Regions from separate parts of the Hordeum vulgare genome. Here region 1 is linked to region 2. The links are chromatin contacts, called in public Hi-C maps. All regions are on one chromosome and are shown on one strand. Each heading gives the region's core, a stretch centred on a gene start, on an enhancer-like site or on the middle of the called end of the contact. The rest is flanking DNA. Distances are from core to core; before and after follow the strand shown.

Region 1 (3,147 bases), core at 107-2,606, 160 kb before region 2:
AAAACATTTTTTTCCTCTCCACACAATGTGTTGTGTGGTTCGATCAACAGAACAGCTTAAAGCCATTAACTTGACCGAATTCGGTTAATTTGAGCAAAAATCTTTCTTTCTTCTTCATAATTCAGGCCCACACGAGTTAACTAATTAGCTGCACCGAAAGAGTCTGCCGTTTGTCAGACTGGCAACATGTGTAAAATTGGAGCTGCGGCAGGCACAAGAATCAAGATATTTCAACGGAAAACCGGAAAGAACACCATATGTAGCACTTGAGATACTTTTTCAGAACTGTTAACTGTAATACGAGTAGTCGGTAATTAACAGGGAATTCTCTTACAACTCCTGTTCTTTTTCCCCAATCATCATCATCCCTATATTAATTATATAAATAGCAACCTTTTCGATTCTACAATTTCTCCTTCACACAAACGCGCTAAGAATCAGAATGACAGAGAAAGAAAAAGAACGCAAAACAACAGGTTATTTGCACTGGAGATTATACTATATCGTCATGGCCGTGGAAACCAAGAAGCCGCCGCAAGAAAAGAGAGAGAAAGAAAGAAAGAAAGAAAGAAGAGGAACCCAACGCAAGAACTCCAAGAATTCGCCGGTAAATGAACAATTGCAGCGTGGAGCCCATAAATTACGGCCGGCCGGCCGCGCGAGGCTACAGTGCCGATCCATGGCCCCACACGGCCCCGCACCTGGGGCGGAAGGCGACCAGGCACGGCGGAGCGCGGATCCGCTTCTTGGGCGGCAGGGACATGAACACCGCGGAGAGGTCGCGCGGGGCGTCGAAGTAGCGCAGCGGACGCTTCGGCGATGGCCTCGTACCGGCCAAAGCCACGGGCTTCCTCGGCGCGCCGGGGCAATCGGTGGGCGGCCGGAGCTTGCTCTCCTCCGAGGTCGGCGTCCTGGGCTCCTCCTCCTCCTCGCCCTCGTCCGCCACCGCAGCCGGCGTCCGGGACTCCGCCACCACCATGTCCTCCTCCTCCGCCACCGCGGGCGCCGGCAGGGGCTCGGATTCCGGCACCGTCGTCGTCGAGGCCGATGCGTTGTCAAGCGCAGGATCGGCCGCCGCCGCCCTCGTCCTGATCGGCGGCAGCGCCGGCAGGACGTCGCCCGGGGGTGTAGAGGTCATCTCCGGCGCTGTGAATTGCGGGTGGGGGCCGAGATGGTTGGGTGCGGGAGGGGAGAAGAGGGTTGGGGAGGAGGAGAGATCAAGGAGAGGAGGTCGCGCCAAGGCTGTTAAATACTGTAGTCGCCCGGAGAGAGAAAGAGATAAACGGCTTTAGGGTGGGGTAAGTTGAATTAAATCCTTGGCCTTTTGGGCGCTGGCTTGCCTTTTTCCTACTCTACTCTACCAAAGCTGGAGGAAATATGAGCTAAATCGGTTTTAATTACCCACCGTCCGATCTGACGTTGTCTTTCCGTGTTCCGGATCTCTCACTTGGATATAGGACCCTTTATTTTATTTATTTTTTATCCAAATAAAAGGGGGCATTTGAGTACTTTTGAATTGTTTTTTTACATATGCAACTGATTTTTTTTTTAAATTGTAAAGGCAAAATAGAAAAAAATTAGCATCTCGCTAAAATCGCGATCAAACAAATGTGCTCCGTAACTTATCGTGCAAACACGAGAGTCATTTTTCTCTCTCGGGCTTGAGCGACTAAACGTAGCCATCGCCTTCCTTCGTGCGGCTCCCCTCCCACCAAGGTCATCGGTTATCGGTGTTTGCTCCGCGCCGCCGCGGAGCATGGGAGGTAGTCTAGAAGCCGATGTAGATTATGGTTTGCATCGACGACATCTGAAAGCCGATGAATCGTGTGATGGGTTTATGATTCGCGGATGGCAGGTATGGTTTTCTCCGTCGACGTTTTAGTCGAGTTGCAGTGTCAGATCTAAAATTTAATGGCATGTCAGGAGTGTTGCTCCAACCTGATTCATTCAGTGGTAGTGGCTACACCTTTGATGAGCCATTTGAAGGTTTATGATATACTCCCTTCGTCTTAAAATTTCTAGTCACGTGTTAGTGGTAGATACTTCATATCTAGATAAATCTTAGACAAACATTTTGAAATGAATATAGAATATGTGTATGTGACTTTGTTTATGATATAAATGAGACACATATTACCATGTACATTTATTATTATTATTATTACTACTTCTTGGTGATCGGTGTTTCTTTGTGCAACGTGTTGCTATCTTTTCAGTTTTACCAGGCCGGTGTATACGTGACTTGTTTATGATACAAATGAGACACATATAACCATGTACATTTTCTTTTTTTACATCTCGACTCCTAGGTCAGAAGGGAAACATCCCAACTGCAATCCCTGAGGGCATCTCCAATGATCGTATGATCATCGTTGGTAAAATTAGTACATAAATGATTTTGATGACATGACGCATAATAAAAGAAGAGAGATAATAAAATCGTATGAATTTGAAGCAACGGTTCACGCACAAGCTTCGAGGCAAGCATGATTATTTCTTCAATATTTAGTGGACCCGCTTAGTTATTTTACATACGATTAACATACACTAAATTGAAGAGCTTGTATATTGTGTTGTTGGTTGTTAATGTGAACACTTATACAAACGATTGAACATACGGACTGTTGGAGATGCTCTGATAGGGTTCTACTAGACACAACATAGGGTTCTACTCCACATTTCGTGGCACGAACTACTCGCAGACCCTGGTGCATAGCATTTTTGGCGCGAATGGAACCGTTGCCCTAGAACACAATTGTGGTGAACCCAATGATTTGAAGCTAGAGGAAAAGGTTGGCATGCATACTGGCTGGGGTTGGGACTTGGGAGCAAGCAAGGCTTGGAGTATGTATGTAGGGAAGGCAATGATGGTGTGAGCAAGTGAGAATAAACACTTCGGGGGAGGAGATCCAGACCATGCATTGCATGCATGCATGCGATGCGCAACGCAAGGGCAAAGGTACGACCGATTCCATTACCAACCCTCTCCGGCCTCCGGGAGCAGAGGTGGAAATGAGTGCGGCTAGGACAGGACGCACTTGATCGACCGACAGCTCCGGAGATGACAGCAGTTGGCTGCAGAAAACGGTGCATGGCTTAAACGGGCCATTTATTTTGGAGACGTAATGGCGCCATTTCTTCCTCTTC
Region 2 (2,828 bases), core at 279-2,778:
TATATTGTGGCGAACTAGAATTAGTTTCTGTGGTGATAGTTTTTTTTTAAAAAAAAAGTGTACTCTTCTTCGAAAGAGTATATTTTGAAAATATGCAAGCATTTTTCGAGTCTGAACAATTTTTCAGCAACTGGAATATGTGAACAAATTATGAAATTTTGAAACCGCGAACATATTTTGAATATCTGAACAACTATTCTAAAAGTTGGATCATTTCAAGAAATTCTGAACAACAAATGGTAAGTACGAACAGTTTTCGAATTTCTGAACAAAATTGGGAAAATGGAACTTTTATCAAATTGTGAACAAAAAATTGGAACCACAAACATATTTTAAATTTGAGAACATTTTTGAGAGACGGGAAGAAATTTGTAACCATGATTTTTTAAAAATTTCAACAATTTTTTGAAATGTATCGAATATTTTCTGTAAAAAGGGAATAAATTTTGAAATATACAATGTTGTTGAAACTAGTGAACAATTATACGAACCAAACAGTTTTTGAATATTTGAACATATTATGAAATAGTGAAAAAATTACAAATTCTGAACACTATCTTAAAACGCAAGTATAATTTAAGAACCCGGATTTTTCTTTGGAAACGGTGAATATTTTTCAAAATTCTGAACATTTTTTAAAACGCAAACAAAAGTTGGTAGTCCTGATTGTTTTTGAAAAAATGATTTTTTTTTCAAAATTGTGAACTTTGTGTAAAAAAAGAAGAAAAACTAAAATTCCCAAACATTTTATGAAAAAATAAGAATTCCCAAATCATGTATATCTTTTAAAATTACGAAAAGAATTTGAAATTCCCGAAAATTTTCTTAATGTAAGGGAACAAAATTTGAAATTCCCACAAATTTTTTGAATATAAGTGAACAAATTTTGGACAATTCTTCAAAACATGATTTTTTAAAATTCCTGAACATTATAATCGAAGGGAACAAAATTTGGTAATTTAAAAAAATTATGAAATATATAAACAAAATTTGAATTTCCCAAACTTTTTTTGAATATAAGGGAACATATTGCGACTATTTGAACAGATTTTGAAAACCTGACCAAAATTTAACATCCCCGAACATTTTTTGAATAGAAGGGAGCAAAAATTTAAAATTTAAACAATTTTTTAAATATGGACAAAATTGAAATTTCGGAATATTTTTTGAACAGAAGGAAATATAATTTGAAATTCTGAGCATTTACAAAAATTATTTCCAAAAATTGAAAAAAAACAAAAAAGGTATCCAGAAAAGAAATAGTTAATAAAATACAGAAAAAAGAAAATCGTAAATAAAAGTAAAAAATTATAAAAATACAAAATTGAAGAAAACAATAGAAGAAACAGCAGGAAAAAAGAAAAAGTAAAAGAAAAAAATATACCTTAACCTGTTGGTAACATTCTAGAAAGTTTTCAAAACAAGGATTAGTGAAATGTGCAACGGGCCGACCGATTTAGTGGCTGGCGTAGCTCGGTCTGTGTGTTTGCATGACAATTCGTCGCAGAGAACGGTTTTTTCATGGCGAGGGGTCCCCATTGACTAGTTGCTCTCCCTATTCAGTAACCTCTGTAGGGGGACGAGCAAACACGCTCCTATCCGCACACTGGGTTGGCCCATTGCGGTGTCTTTGTTTTTATTACATTTTGTTTGCTTTTTATTTGTGTTTTTAGAAAAGTTTTCATTTCTTAAAAATGTTTGTGTATTTTCATGTTGACAACTTTGTGTTATTTCGATTTTCTATTTTGAAAATATAAATGTTAAAAAATGTTTGTGATATGAGAAAATATTCATGATATGAAAACATGTTTGAGAATTTGCAAAACAATATTTACGAATTAAAGATATGTTCATCAATTTCAGTAAATGTTTACGAATTCACAAAATGTTCCAAATTCAAACAATGTTATATATTTTTAAAGGTTCGGGCATTTAGAATAATTTACATGAATTTAAAACATGTTTGTTAGTGCAAAACATATTCAGGACTTCCAAAAATATTTATGAAGTCAAAATAAATGTTTAGTAATTCAAAAACAATTCACTGACATAAAAACTGTTCGCATGGTTAAAAAATGTTCAAAAATTTCAAAAAAAATCAGTATTTTCTAAATAATATTAGGAAATCTAAAAATATTCCGGAAGTTCAGAAAATGTTTACCTATTTTTTTAAATGTCATGAATTTCATTTTTATCGCTGTTTTCTAATAAAAAAATCAGAAGTTGCGAAAAGTTTTCGCGAATACAAAAATTGCTACCGATTTTCAAAAATGTACGTGATTTCAAGTATTTTTTGAAAATATAAATTTTAGAAAAAACATGTGAATATGAATAAGGAAAATATATAAAAAATAAAAAGTAAAGAATTATAAACAGAAGAAGAACCAAAGATAAAACTGATTCACGAAAGGTTCTAAAATGTATGGAAAACTGGTGTGGGAAAACTCAAATGGGCCAAGCCAAACAGAGGACGGGGCACGGGTGGGGGAAGGGTGGTTACATATTCTCCGCATAGGCGGGGAATAGGATGCACGTTCCAACTCGCCGTAATTGAGATACAATGGTACGGGCTTCGAAACCTTTAATTAAGAAGTATTGTTTTTAAAGATCATTTTCATCTTATCAGGTTATGAGAAATGGCACACTGCATATATACCACTTGTTGAAATCTAGGAGTTTTTTTTCGTAAATTCATCTTTGATATCTCTTAAACAATGCGTCCAAATCTCAAACCATTTTTATCGTGGGGTTCCTTGCGTCGAGATCTTCAAAACTAAATCACATATTGATAGGTGTTGGTGATTTTTTTTATAAAATAAACTGGGTGG

What was found. A called contact is a pair of places that touch in the nucleus more often than the background predicts.
Region 1: a Hi-C map of leaf shows a contact between it and region 2, with 3 times the contacts expected there. The contact joins the promoter of LOC123409162 here to the enhancer-like site in region 2. A contact is called at or near these places in 3 of 6 Hi-C or Micro-C datasets (all in leaf) and 1 of 1 datasets of contacts at active chromatin or transcription factors (embryo).

What each region holds. Positions count from the first base shown.
Region 1 is chr7H:191,243,656-191,246,802 of MorexV3_pseudomolecules_assembly, reverse strand. LOC123409162 (proline-rich receptor-like protein kinase PERK9) reads right to left here and starts at 1,356. Exons shown (of 1, transcript XM_045102131.1): 1 at 276-1,356. The coding sequence starts at 1,138. The coding sequence ends at 665.
Region 2 is chr7H:191,080,956-191,083,783 of MorexV3_pseudomolecules_assembly, reverse strand. No RefSeq gene overlaps it. Among protein-coding and RNA genes, the nearest start is that of LOC123408957, 140 kb to the right of the region's middle. Within about 2 kb of position 1,528, at least 3 of the 3 cell types and tissues checked have open chromatin away from gene starts, as enhancers often do. A contact at or near this core is called in leaf, where this site is marked.